Regions from separate parts of the Sus scrofa genome. Here region 1 is linked to region 2. Evidence: chromatin contacts called from public Hi-C data. All regions are on one chromosome and are shown on one strand. The core of a region is the stretch at or near the end of the contact, and the rest is flanking DNA. Distances in the headings are between cores, read along the strand shown.

Evidence for each region. A called contact is a pair of places that touch in the nucleus more often than the background predicts.
Region 1: a contact with region 2 is called in a Hi-C map of heart right ventricle, with 10 times the contacts expected there. The contact joins two enhancer-like sites. A contact is called at or near these places in 10 of 47 Hi-C or Micro-C datasets (alveolar macrophages, brain, embryonic fibroblasts and 7 more) and 1 of 2 datasets of contacts at active chromatin or transcription factors (skeletal muscle).

The regions. Positions count from the first base shown.
Region 1 is chr13:135,327,603-135,334,708 of Sscrofa11.1, reverse strand. It overlaps HEG1 (protein HEG homolog 1), which reads right to left. Exons shown (of 17, transcript XM_021070219.1): 12 at 4,824-4,958. Among named protein-coding and RNA genes, the nearest start is that of HEG1, 63 kb to the right of the region's middle. Within about 2 kb of position 2,913, at least 8 of the 83 cell types and tissues checked have an H3K27ac peak or open chromatin away from gene starts, as enhancers often do.
Region 2 is chr13:135,158,903-135,165,990 of Sscrofa11.1, reverse strand. The region is part of intron 5 of SLC12A8 (solute carrier family 12 member 8); the gene reads right to left. Among named protein-coding and RNA genes, the nearest start is that of SLC12A8, 57 kb to the right of the region's middle. Within about 2 kb of position 3,585, at least 12 of the 83 cell types and tissues checked have an H3K27ac peak or open chromatin away from gene starts, as enhancers often do.

The DNA.
Region 1 (7,106 bases), core at 1,664-4,163, 170 kb before region 2:
GGCTGCAATTAGCTTTAGAATGATCTATTATCTGGTCTAGATTCTGTTGCCAGCTTTAATATTAATTTTATCCAAAACATTTCTTACCCTCTGTGGCTCTCAGTTTCCCACCAAGAAAACAAAGGATAATAGTAATACTGAGAACAATAATACCTGTTTTATAGTTTCGAGAAAGGGATTAAGTAACACAAGGCACGCAAATGACTCAGCACAGCCCCTGGCACATAGTAACCATTAACTGAATGTGCGTAGCTGTAATTATCATCCAGCCAATGAGATTCTTTTTAGCCGTTCTCTGTGGCCCCGTGGAACATCCTTCCATAAACACAAAGACAAATGCTTCATATTCTTTAAGAAAGTCAAATGGTTAACCTGCTGTTGGCACCCTCAGTCCCCTTCCGTGAGGAAATGAGAGCTGTGATGCCTTCAGAGCCACCTGGTGGGGGCCTTGGCTTCCGTAGGAGAATGCTCACCCGGTGGTCTGTGCAGGCGATTGTGGACATTCCTAGATGAGCCCTAAGTGGCACGCCACCCAAGACCATGGCTTTGAACCCTCTGGCAGTGCGGCTCATGGACCACTGCTTCACTGAAGGCCCGTGGGCCAGCCATTTCCCTGGATCAGCAGTTCCTGAATTTATCTGATCACGGAACATTTTCCACACTACAATAAACTGACCGAACACAGATCACAGAATGAGCTGTAAAGCATGCTTGGATGAAAGCAGACAATAAAAAATAGCCTCATTCAAATTCATTACTGCAAGGAATGACAGAAATTTGATTCATGTTTAATGTATGATATATGCTGCATACAAGATCACGGGAAAGAGAAGGTACATGGACTAGAGCAGCGATCCCCTGGACACATGTTGATGGCGAGAAGTGCATTTCAGCAGCACTCGGGCTCAGGGGCTGCATGTGCAGACTGGGACAAGGGGGACCTCTCACAGCCCTCTTGCATCCTCCTTTAAGGATCGGTGCAGGATAACGTTAACTACATAGATGTGCTTAACACTGCTCTTCCTGCTCTTTCTTTCTCCCTCCCTCCTTTCCTTCCTTCTGTTTTTGGCTTTTTAGGGCCACATCCACAGCACATGGAAGTTCCCAGGCTAGGGGTCAAATCAGAGCTGCAGGCGCTGGCCTATGCCTCAGCCACAGCAACAGGGGATCTGAGCCTCATCTGTGACCTACACCACAGCTCTCAGCAATGCTGGATCCTTAACCCACTGAGTGAGGCCAGGGATCGAACCCACATCCTCATGAATACCAGTCAGGTTTGTAACCCACTGAGCCACAATGGGAACTCCCTTCCTTCCTTCCTTTCTCCATCTATCTTTCTTCTTTCTTTCCTTCTCCCCTCCCCCCTTTTATTTTCTTTCTGCAGGCTCACTTTCCTGCTAGCCTCAACAAAGTAGTCACTGTATGTCTCCTTCAAGCTGATTTCCCTTTATATTAAATCTTATTTTATTTACAATGAATTTTCATTAGGCACTTCAAATCTTTTCTGCACCGAGGTAGAGCAGATTCATATCCCATATTGGGGAAGGAGGAACATGGCCCATCTCCCAAATCTTTGATACCTTTGTGTCCTCTGAGTTCTCTGAGCTGGCATGACTCAAGGGGGGCCTTCTCTAGGGAACAAGTGGAGCCCGCCTCCCTCCCTGGCGTGGAAAGCCACATGCCCTGGCCATCCTTGTGCTATGGCTAGGTCGTGGGAGCGGGGAGGCTGCCCCTGGGTGACCCACAGCTCTGCCTGCAGGACAGCTGTGCAGGGACTGCCAGCTTCCCAGTGGCGGCTCCTCCCCACCCATCTCGGCCCTGAGGCAGGCTGATGTCACCCAGTCGTTCTATTCTGAACTCTTCTTCCTGGAAATGTTTTTACCTCGAATCTGTCCACCCAAACCTCATCTGCTGGGTGGGAGCTTTTCCACCCCGTGGCTGTCATCCCGCCAGATGTGAGGTCCATCTGTTGTCCTGCCCACAAGCTGATGGGCTGGGCTGTTTTCATGTCACTTCAAAAGTGGTCTGGCTCCCTGGTGTAATGACGTTTCCTTACTTCAGATGAGCTCACTCAGTCATTCGTCAAGGACTGAGCGCTACTGTGGGGCTGGCACTGCTCTTGGGGCTCTTGGAAGGAAAGCTTACCATAGGCGCTCCTGTGTGCCTTAGGACCCAGCTCCTCATCTCCATGCCCTGGAGGGCCTCTGACCCTTGAAGTGCTGGTGATGAAGTAAGCGTGGCAACAGCCAGTATATATGCCCAAAGTGGGCTTCCCCAGTAATAAGGAACTCGAGCAAATTCAACCCTTCTGGGCTTTTAAATAAAATCAGTGAGTGGTGGTATCCTCGAGGCTCTTTTGACCCCTTGCCACAAACTGTATCAAGACCTGCCAATCTTGGCCCACCACATTCCCTGCCCTACCATCCATCTGTTCCTTCAACAGACATTTGCAGAACCCAAAGTGTGCCAGCAAGCTCCAGAGGCAGGCACCCAAGGCATGTGCAGGCTGGGCAGAGAAAGAGACCTGCAGGCAGAGGGCTGGAATTCATCAGGATGCCTGGGTGATGGAAGGAGGCCAAGACCCCTAGGCAAAGGACACCTACTTTAATTTTACATGACGCTTTGAGAGTCTGGTAAAGACATTTTAGGAGACACTAAGAAGCGTCGTGTGTGTGTGTGTGTGTGTGTGTGTGTGTGTGTGTGTACAACAGAAAAAATACATACTTGCTGATGTCCAGCTATGAATTGCAGAGATTTATAAAACACATCCTATATGCCTCTCTTGCCCATTTATACCCCATTATGACCCCAGATTTGAGAAGTCTGAGAAACAGCATGCCTCTTAACTATCCCTGTGTTCCCGCACCAATGGCCAGAAGATGTCACTGTAACCCCTCAGAACCCAGCTGACTGGGCTGTGGCCCAAGGAGCTTGGGGATCCGTTCAAGGGGAGCGCTGATAGCCTTGGATGCAAATCTACTCACTGGAGACTGCAGAAAGGAGGCTGTGCGGGGCCTCGGCCCTGAGCCCTGAAGCTAACTGGGTTTCCTTGTGCTGATTCTCAGGTCATTAGTGATAAACCTAAGGGGGCTGATGCCTGTGTCCGTGCATCTGGTCAACCTTGGACAGCTCTGCTGTTGCTAATGCTAGTCTGGAGGTGACACCGTTAGGAAGCGGCTGACTTGGAAAGAGAGGGAACTGGCCAAAAGCAGAGGTGGCCCAGCTGCTCTTAAGCCCCCCTCCCCCCACCCCACCCTGGCCAGTCGCTGAGGCTCTGTGTACAGAAACCACCGCTCCTCTGCCCTGCACGGCCACCCGGGCTCCAGGGACATCAACAGAGGGCACCTTCCCACAGGAAGTGGGCTCAAGGCCCAATCTCTAAGATGGGCCAGGAGCACTTTGCATGAGATCAGATAAGAGGGAACCAGGAAGCATCCAAGCCCCCCACCCAATACACCCCTCCCAGGGCCTCACGCAGAGCTGAGGAGGTGCACTTTCAAAGCACTGAAGTCAGAGGGTCTGGAGCTCAGGGTGAGAGCACTGCCCCGAGATGTATTTTTATCCTCTCCTCTCAGGGGAAGTCCTGAAATAAGTAGCATGTCCCCTTTCCCCAGGATGCGATTTGTACTCAGATTCTAGTACATCTGTCACCAGCAGGCGTTGACTGAGCAGAAAAACTGGGCCAAACGCGTTCTCATGTGATGGGAGGTTTAAGGCTCCACGATGCCTTTATGATGCTAGTTTTCCTGTGATCGTGGATTGCAGCAGGTAACTCAGGGTACCCAGAGTGCCAGGCTTGAATTCATTGTGCTTTGGAGCACTGTCCTTGCACTGCACTCACTGAGCAGCCTTCACTTCAAACTGGATGAGTTCAATCCTCACCAAAGACATTAGCAGAATGAGGCTTGTGCCATGACACTTTTAAGACCAGAACTTGTTGGCTCAACCTGGGTAAGATACAGGTGCAAATGCAGACGGCCCACAGAGCATCTCCACAGTCACTGCCCTTTGATTCTTAGTCTATCCAACGTGGTCTCCCTGTACCCACTTCACAGAAGGGGAAACTCAGGCTCAGGAAAGCCACGTGACTTCCCTGAGATGATGGATGCCCAGCAGGCACCGTGGGGCTCGGACTCAGGTCTCCCGAGCTACCAGCTGCCACTGAGAGGTATAGCCCTGCCTCCATGCTGGTATTCCCATTGTATTATTTATTTATTTATTTTTCTTTTTACCTGCGGCATATAGACGTTCCCGGGCTAGGGGTGGAATCAGAGTTGCAGCTGCCAGCCTACACCACAGCCACAGCAACAGCAGATCTGAGCAGCATCTGTGACCTACACCACAGCTTGGGGCAACGCCAGATCCTTAACTCACTGATCGAGGCCAGGGAATCAAACCTGCATCCCCACATCCTCACAGACAACAGTTGGGTTCTTAACCCACTGAGCCGCAAAGGGAACTCCAGATATTTCCATTTTAAAAGATCAACATACAATAGAATAAAGTTTTGGGAATTCAAACAATAATTTTTCTAATTTTCCCTAAATAGGGGGGAAAAGAAAAGAAAGAAAAGACCTGGCCACCACAGGCATTCCCTTCTCTTTTCTTTCCCTTTCAATCTGATTGGCCAGAGCAGTGTGTACCAGTCAGAAATAATGCTATTATTCCAAGGAGATAATGCATTCAATCCTGCTGGGAGTAAAATCACCAGAACTGGTTACCCCCAGATTAGAACAGTCACCCCTAGAGCAGAGAGAGCAACCCAGGCAGAGAAAAGCACCTTCCCCGTCTCTCAGGCCACAGGACCCCAGAGCTGCCGGTACCTCGGCAGGAGTGGTCCATCTTGTTGAACTGGAAGTAGCCGGACTTGCATTGGCACAGTGCGACCCCATCCAGATCGGTACAGATGGAGGTCTCTTTGTCACATTCTGGAGTCTTCCGCTTGCACAAGCTGCCCGCTGGAATGGAAAAACAAGACAGTGAAACAAAACAAAGCTTGCTCCACGTCAAACATTAAGATGCATGAACTTTCTATTTCAAGAGGCTGGGAGAACCGTTTCCACAAGAGCCGGTGTGCTCCTCTCGAGGCTGCTGCTGCACTGCCTGAGGCCACTCCTCCCCCCCTTCCCCAGGTCAGGCTCAGGCCTGTTACCAAAAGTTTCTGCAGCCTGCCATGGGACAGAAAGCAAACCCAGAAGAAATGGGGTGCTGTCCTCAGTTCCAGCATCCTCTGCAAACCTGGCCCTTGATGGGTGGTGCCCTCCATGCTCAAGGGCTGCAGGGGAGAATCAGCACACACCCAGAAAGCTGGACCACGCTCTGTTAGGAAGACCTGCTGGGGGGTGGCTCTCCCCACATCTGTCTGGCCTAAGGGGAAACAGCGCCTGCCACCGCACAGACATGCTTGAAGGGGAGGTGTGCAAGGTAACCTGGGCGGCAGAGTTTGCAGCCTCCCGACCTTACAGCCCGGGGGCTTGCTCGCCTCTAGGTCGTCAGCACCTTGCGGACACCGGTCCACACACGGGCTTGATACCTGAGCAATAAAGCTGCCTTTGGACGCCAGTCACCTGGCCCCCACCCAGACAGGCAGCAGAGGGGGTGCTCAATCTTTTGGGCTCTGTCTCCTTCACTTTAGAGCCTTAGTTGTTTTTTTTTTAATTAATTAACATGTTTTGAAATATAGTTGACTTACAATGTTGTGTGGATTTCTGCTATACAGCAAAGGGGCCCAGTTATACATCGATACATTCTTCTTCCTATTCTTTTCCATTACGGTTTATCAGCACTAAAAGGTACGGCCCTGCCTCCAAGAGCTGCAGGATCCTGAATACAGTTCCCTGTGTTATACAGGAGGACACTGCTGTTGACTCGTTCTATACACTAGTTCGCATTTGCTAATCCCAAACATCCAATCGTTCCAGGCCTCAGTACTTAACAGCCACCTGGCTTTTTCCAGCTGTGGGCTTGTGGGCCATGCTCATTTCACAGATGACAAAGGACTCTTTCATTCTTATCAAAAAGTACTCATTGTCATGTGTGTGGCCCTCTCTGAGGTTGCGCACAGCAAACTCTTTCTGAGGTTATCCACAGCAGGCCCTCTCTGAGGTTGTGTACAGCAGGCCCTGAGTTTATATACAGAGGACCTTCTCAGAGTTTGTATACAGTGGACACAATGAGGGTGCCTTTTACCACCTAGAATAGGTCTGACAGAAAAACCACAAGTAATTGGAGTACACAGACAATAGAACAAATATATGAGACCAACTGGAGAGCAGACAGTAACTTCTTTACACTATGCAGAGGGCAGGGCAAGACTGATCTATGTTGTTGTTTTTGGATGAAGTTCAAGGATGGGGACAGAGCTGCAGGAGGACCACGTGTACCCTGGCCAGTGAAGTGTGGGCTCCCTTTTCCCCCCTTAGAAAAACACCAACCGATTCAGAAACCAGGTACCAGTTCTGAACATAGCAAAACTATACCCGCCACCCCTGCCCCAGGCAGGTTCTGGTGACAGGAGCAGACACCCCCCCCCACCAGGGGCCCCAGCATCCGCCTCCTTTTCTGTGTCTTGAAAGCCTGGGGCCCGTGGTGGCTTGGTCACAGGGAGGTTAGTTTAGGACACAACTTCAGCTCTCAGGGCTGAATTTCCTGTCTTTATCAGTGGATGCTGGCATGCTAAATCTGAACCCTATTTGTGTGTGTGATAGAATTTCCTTTGTTTATTGTGAAAGGTTTGTATTTAAGGGAGAAAAATGAAAAATGGAAAATCTCACCCAACAAACACTGTGAAGCTGGCACAGAGACGTATGAATGGCCACAATCTGTCATCTCAACTTTCTGAAGCCTCAATATAAAGAAATGCCTCCAGCACAAAAGGCGGCCCAGGCCGGCCCTAGTTTGTCCATCAGCCAGCCTGAGTTGCCTGGCCTGATTAGATATTTTCTGGAAGCCAATGTCACAACTGCCCTCTACCCTGGCCACGAGTCCCGCCTGCTGGCAGATTTTGCTCACCCTGCTGAAGTGGCCCTTCCCCACACAGAAACAGATTCAGGAGAAGCCAGGGAAAGCTGGCTCTGCCTCTGCGATGGAGGGGCAGCTATGCTAAC
Region 2 (7,088 bases), core at 2,336-4,835:
TCAAAAAGTGAAGACAGAAATAGGTAAGAAAAATTAAGAAAATACAATATCCAAATAGTAGAACAGAAGCAGAAAGAGAGAACCAAAAGTATAGGAAAAAATAATCACTGAAATAATTTAAGAAGATTTCCTAGAACTGAAAGATATAAGTTATTGGAAACGACCTATCAAGTGCCCAGCATAATATAAACAGAACCTCATGAGAGCATATCATTTTGAAATTTCAGAAAATTGAGGACAGGAAGAACTTCCTCCTAATTTACAGTTACCTCTAAAGGATTATGAATCAGAATAACTCTGGACTACTCAGTAGCAATACTAGAATCAAGGAGATAAGTGATCAGAAATCTAAGAGAAAATAATTTCCAACCGAGAATTTGATACCCAGTCAAACTATCAGTCAAGTATGAGCACAGGAAAAAGAATCTGCAGACACAGAAAATCTCAAACAATTGATCTCCCATGTGCTCTTTCACAGGACGTTACTAGATGAATTTCCATCAAAATGAGAGAGCAGGATAGGATGACACAGGATTCATAAACAGGAGATGCAACAGAGAAGAGAGATAAAGGTGGGTGAATGGAAATCCTGGGATGACAGCTATGCATAGACTGGAGCAATGTGACTAAGGACACATGCAAGCCCTCATCACCAAGATCACTACCACCACCCCTAGATTTTAACCTGAGATCAGAACACTGGGATGAACCTATCTCAGAGTCTTAGCTGTGCTTGACTCATCCTTTCTTCTTTTTCTTTTTTTTCTCTTTTCTTTTTTTTTTTTTTTTTTTAGGGATGCATCTGCGGCATATGGAGGTTCCCAGGCTAGGGGTCGAATTAGAGCTGTAGCTGCCGGCCTACACCAGAGCCATAGCAACGCCAGATCTGAGCCAAGTCTGCAACCTACACCACAGCTTATGGCAATGCCAGATCCTTAACCCACTGAGTGAGGCCAGGAATTGAAACTGCATCCTCATGGATACTAGTCAGATTTGTTTCTGCTGACCCACAATGAGAACTCCCTTGACTCATCTTGACCCTGAACTTTGACCATGAAGTTGCTTCTCTCCCTTCCTCAGACTTCTGTTTCAATCCCCAGAAGTGCTCTGTTTTGACCTACTCCTGAGGGCTAGATGTAGGCCATAATGAGCTAAGGCACAGAAACAGAGATCAGCTCAGTCCGCCAAAGCATCCCTCCAGATACTTAGAACCTAACACATTACAACCCTGAGAAAGGAAGGCACCTGAAGTCTGATAGTGATCATTTCCTGTGGGAAAGGAGGGAGATGCACTTGGGAAGGAGCAACAGGGAGCACCTATAGGACCAACCCCGGGGACTAGATGATGTTTTGCTATTCCTGAACCAGTACATATGTCTTACACATTCTTCTATATGCAAAATATGTTTTACAATAAAACTAATTTAAGAAATTAGTTTTATTGTAAATGTTGGAAGCATTAATATTTTCCCTCCTGTTTGGGGGTAACTCCCCCCATGTTCTTTCTCTGTGAAGTCCTGCACTTCATTTCACAGAGAAAAACCTAATTATTTACCTTTATGGAGTAATACCTCCATTTGAGAAATGTGAGTATACTTACTATAAAGACCGAAACTCTCCTTTACATTTTTACAATTTCAGGCATAAATTATATCGCCTCTTAAAAACTGATGTGAAGACCAGATTAAATTAGGAACCAGAAGTTCCCCATCTCTGGCTTAAGGCCTAACTCTAGGGTCATTAGACTTTCAAGAACCATAAAACGTAGTGATTAAGAGTTTGGGCTCTGGAACTAGAGTCTAGGGTGACTGTCAACTCTTCCAACGGTGTAACCTTAGGCAAGGTACTTACCTCTCACAACCTCAGTTTCCCCACTTGTAAAATGGGAATGATCATGCTACCTACCTCTCATTGTAAGAAATAAGTGAATTACCACATGTAAAGTATATGAAACAATGTCTGACATACATTGAGTGCTCAACAAAGACTAGTTATTATTATTACTATCATACAGATAAGGATTACTATGTATGCCAATCATCTTTCTACAAAAGAAGCTATTTCCATCAAAAGGTCCATGAGTACTTGCTGTGGCCAGTCCTTCTCCCCATGGCCTCCTGGTGTTCCACAACTATCCCCATCTTTTAAGCCATCTCTACTTGCAGATGCAAGTCTGGATGAAGCAGGTGGTATTTATAGCAACTTGTCTAAGCCTTCTCACACTCAGGCTTAAGATGTGGTTCCCTAAAAGTGACAGACTTAGCTTGCAGGTGGGCTGTCAAACAGCGTAACTGTCTCCTTCACCAACCAGCCTCATAAGGGGCCTCCTCCGCAAAGCCAACACACAAGTATGAGCAAGAACTCACTGTCAATGCATGGGATGCAGGTGCACAGTGCGGTTCAGGGGAAACTGCACTGGACTGGCTGTTGGGAGAACTGAATTCCAACGGTGGCTCTGTGTGACCCAGCCAAGAGTAATCAACCTCTCTGTGCCTGTTTCTTCACCCACAGAATCAGGCACATCACCCAGATTCAACATTCCCAAGTCCTGGAATTCTCAGTGCATGTTGGCTTACCCTTAAATACCACACAAGTAGTGCAGGGGAGAAGGGAGGTCACCCATGGGGCAGTGAGTCGCCTGTAAGCACAACCCATCATCCAAAACTGACTTCAGACCTGATGCTGACCTGCTTGGGCTTCCATCCCCATGTCTCGGCAGGGCCTCTAACAATGTTATCACTTTCTAAAACATATGCCTAAACTAGTTCCTATTGCAGACAATTGGCAGGTGCCCAGTTAATAGATTATTCCACCAGACAGCTGAATACATTGGCCATTGGTCAAAAATGAGGTCACTGCAATCCTATGTGCTTTAACTGGAAAAGCCTGATGAGAAACAATTGTCTATTTTGTAACAAATAGGAACCCATGCTCTGGTACCCCTACATTTGCCTTGCTTGGTGTGTGGTTCGGGAGCAAAGGAAGATTGCGTTCAAGGTCAAGTTGGCTTTGCTCTTGGACTCCATCTGTTGTGCATCGGACTGTCCATGTGTATTTCACATCAGCAAATCCCCAACCCGATTCCAGCTGACCTGCTGGAATTTCTGGTCAACACTGCCAGATCTCTGGTCTTTCTCTTAAACCTGCGCAGTTGGAAAAAACAGGTCAGGAGACTCCCGTCCCAGCCATCTGGACACACATGCTCGAGGGATATGCGTAATATGAAGCGCATGTGCTCTTCTAAAAAATAAAAATAAAGAAAAGTTCTAAGGGACACAGAGCTCTTACTGCCAGAGGCTGTGATGCCCTTCCAGCAGGCAGGGAGGCAGTCAGGCAGACCTTCCCAGACAGAACCAGCCAGCTGACCCGCTAAAGGTAAAACCCACACTTTGATTTTATCAGCAATTTATCCACACATTTTTGTCAGGTATTGAATGCCTCCCTAAGTAAGCATCTCCACTCGCTGCAAACCAAAAAATCCAGGAGCAAAACTTCCGAAGCCACAGTTTCTTCTCAGATGCAACCCTTCCTTCCTTCCTCCTGCCCAAGACGGTCTGACTGAACTTGAACCTGACCCTGCCTTGGGCCGGCCCTCCATGTAGGCATTGTGGTTTCTCCCACCAGCTGCAGCCTGTGCAGATGGAATACCTGAGAACCGCTGCCAAAACAGGAAGGTCGGCGCCTCTCTGGAGGGAGGCCTGGGGAGGATCTGTCTCCCGGGCGACTGCAGATAAGAGATGAAGGGCCCAGGCTTTCCACACCTCTGCTTCGTTCCAGAGCCTTTCCCTTGTCCAGCCAACCTAGCTGATTCATTCTTCATTCATTCATTCAACTCACATACTGGGTACTGCCAGTATAGAGCCCTGTGCTGGGGTTTGGACACTAAGGGGGTTGAGAGGAACCTCTGTCTTAGGGGCCCTCGTGTTGGGACAGCCACTCAGAGCACCCCTGGCACCTTGCACTCCTCTGGGGTCCCCAGGAAAACCACCTCTGCAATCCCACTGAGCACGGCCAGGAATCAAACCTGCATCCTCATGGATACTCGTTGGATTCTTAACCTGCTGAGCCATAATGGGAACTCCCCAGGTCCTGGTCCCCAGAACACATCTTGTCACAGATGATCGGCAGGCTGGCTTTGGGGAATAAATAAACTTTTCCAGACCAAATCAACAATGCTACCCAATACTGGATCGTCCAAAAGCCTGCTCATTACCAGTCTGCACTGGAAAATGTCCTTAACTAGACAGCAACTAACTTCTATCCATGGCAAAATCTCTGTTTCACAGAGAGGGTTTAGGGCAATAATAAGGAACCCAGGATAGGCCAGACACTCCCTTGCAGTGGCTCATTCCAAGGATCCAGCCATGGGCAGAGGGAGAGGGAAGGAGGGAAAGGGATCAGAGGAGGGAATGAGAAAATGATGGGGGGCGGGGGGGAAAAGCAGTCAAAAAGGAATGGGAAGCAAGAAAAAGAAGTAAGGCAAAATCTAAAGAGACTTAAAATGTTGCTTGCTGCTTCCCATGCCTTTCATGGCCACAAATTCTAGCAGCCAGTCAGATGCCCCCACCAGGGGTCCCGTGGTCCTCGTATACTTCTAAACTAACATAGCTTCCCAAAGAATCACCTTAGAAGGTGGCAGAATGCTAGGGTCAGTCTGCCTGAGGCCAGCGAGGTGTAGGGCTGAGGGCTGAGCATCCTGGCTCCCAAACCGGCCTTACCCTGAGCCTCCCCAGGAAGAGGAGCAGTGTCTGCGGACCAGAGGTGAGACTCAGGCTGCATGAGGAGTGGGCCCCCAGCCGTGACCATTATCAGGCCTGCCTTCAATTTCATCCTGCCTGGTCAGCTGAGCTTCTCTACTGCCTCTGTCCCTGGAAGCATTTGGGAACCACCTTTTTGGCCACTGCAGTACCTGGTTCTGGCTACTGGCCTGGCCTCAGTCCTCCATCTCATCTCCTGCTTCCCCATCAAGCTCTGAACCCTCCAGTTCTGAGCAGGCATGAGAGGGCCCACAGAGGTGGCAGGGTCTCAGGCTCCCTTGATCCGAAGGGGAAAGGGAACAGTAGAGGATTCTTAGCAGAGTACAATTCCACCACTTTCTGCTAAGAGAATCCCCAGAGCCAGGAAGCGCCTAGAAGCACCGTGGAACAGCACTTTGGAGCCCAGGGCTCTGGGTTCACATGTTGGCTGAGCCACTGACTTTGCAATCTCGGGAAACTTGCATGACGCCTTGGGGCTTTGACTTCCTCATCTGTAGAGTGGGAATAATCATCTCAGCCACAGTACTCGGTTATTTCAAGGCTAAAATAAAGTAATAGATGTAAACAGGCTTGGAGTCCATCCCAACTTCACCGCATCCATCCACTCACACAGGTAAGCAGGTTTTCCTGTAAGTATGGCCCTTAGCTCGGTGCCGGTCAGGTGAGAAATGCAGAGGAAAGAGCTGCAAGTCCTTGTGTTCAGGGGCGAGGTGCTCCAGCCCTGGCCCCAGCCCACTCCCAGCGCAGCGGGTCCTTCCGTCTGGCCCCAGGCCTCTGCCAGCCTGGGCAGTGAGGTACTCGGCCCATCACATTTGGTTCCTCCTCCACTGAGCCCGAGTCTGAGAGCAAAGTGGAGCCTCCCCGGTTCTCAAGCCTGGCTGCAGGTCAGGTAGAAACATCGGGAAGGCTTGAAAATGCAGAATGACTGGCCCCGCCCCAGGGGTGCTGATCCACTGGCTCTGGCGAGGGGCCTGGGATTCTGTTTTCACCCTGAGGCTCCCCTAGGGCTTCTGATGTGCAGGCGAGGCTGAGAATCCCAGGGACAGAGGCCGGAATGAGCAGCTGGGCCCTCGTTGAGTGCTCGCCAGCTGTCCCGAGAAGACAATGTCCCTCTCTGCTGGGCACGGAGGCCCGGGTTCCTGGAAATCACTTCCCCTTCCTGGGCCTGCCTCTGTGAGATGGAGAAAATAACCCCACCCAGCCTCCCGCACAGGGTCATCTGTGATGGTCACATGAGACGTTGAGAGTACAGCATGATCTCCTGGACCACCTCCCAGGTCAAACACAGACACTGGGAAGCCACACCACAAACCATTCAGCGCAGAGGAGCCCAGGTTTCCTCCTGGTCCCTCTGTGGGCAGAGAGGGGAGGCTGAGCCTGCTGCCCTGGGAGGCCAGGAAACAAGCAGCCAGAATCACAACTCCACACAGAGGCCATCCCAGGCACTGCAAGGCCCTTCCAGACAGGCCTTCCTCAGCCTCCCCGCATCCAGGAAAACCTTTCCCAGCAAGGCCACATTGCCCTGAGGAGAGGCCCTCGTACACAGAGGTAGAGGAGGCCGCAAGGAAGGCTCAGGAAGCTGCCCGGCTGGGAAGATGACTCTACAGGGTCGTGGTGGCGGTGGGGCCACTGTCTTCATCTCGGGAGGAGAAGGGGGCCCTAGGGAAGGGGGACCCGGGCAGAGGTTCCAGAGGGAGGCTGTGGGGGCCCTTTCACCTTCTGGGGCAGTAGAGGCTGCGGGGTGGCATCACTATCCTGCACTCGGTGTGTCGTTCCCACGCAGAAGAATGCCTCCTCTGGGCCAGGCATCGGGCCTTCCAGGAGACCCTGGCCTCCCCTCATATCCAAGCCGAGTATAAGTTCCAGGAAACAGCTAAAGCATCTACATGTTCATCACCCCCATGGGAAACGGGGAACAGTCACCTGAAGAGATTCTGGGTTATATGCCTGAGTAAAGAAATTCATCTCTAGCTTACCCACTCTGTATATCTGGAATTTTGTCACGGAGTTTTCTTGTTGTTGTTTTTTTTTAATACCAAACAGAAAAAAATGTCTCTTCTGCTGGAATTAAATAGCATCTTAATATGGCTCCATTGGCTGCAAAATCAGCAGACTCTCCTCAAACAACTTCAGCCCATCTACTGCACTGACTCCCACACTGCTAATGGCTTTACCTCCAGCCCTGCCCACGTCACGTCACGCAGCTCTGGGCTATGGTGCCTGACTGCCCATTAGGTACCTTCACTGGGACCTCGCCCTCTCCCCCACACCTGTTCCAGATGCCATGCGTGACACCACCAGCCAGCCAGCCAGGCATCAGTTCTGCCTCCC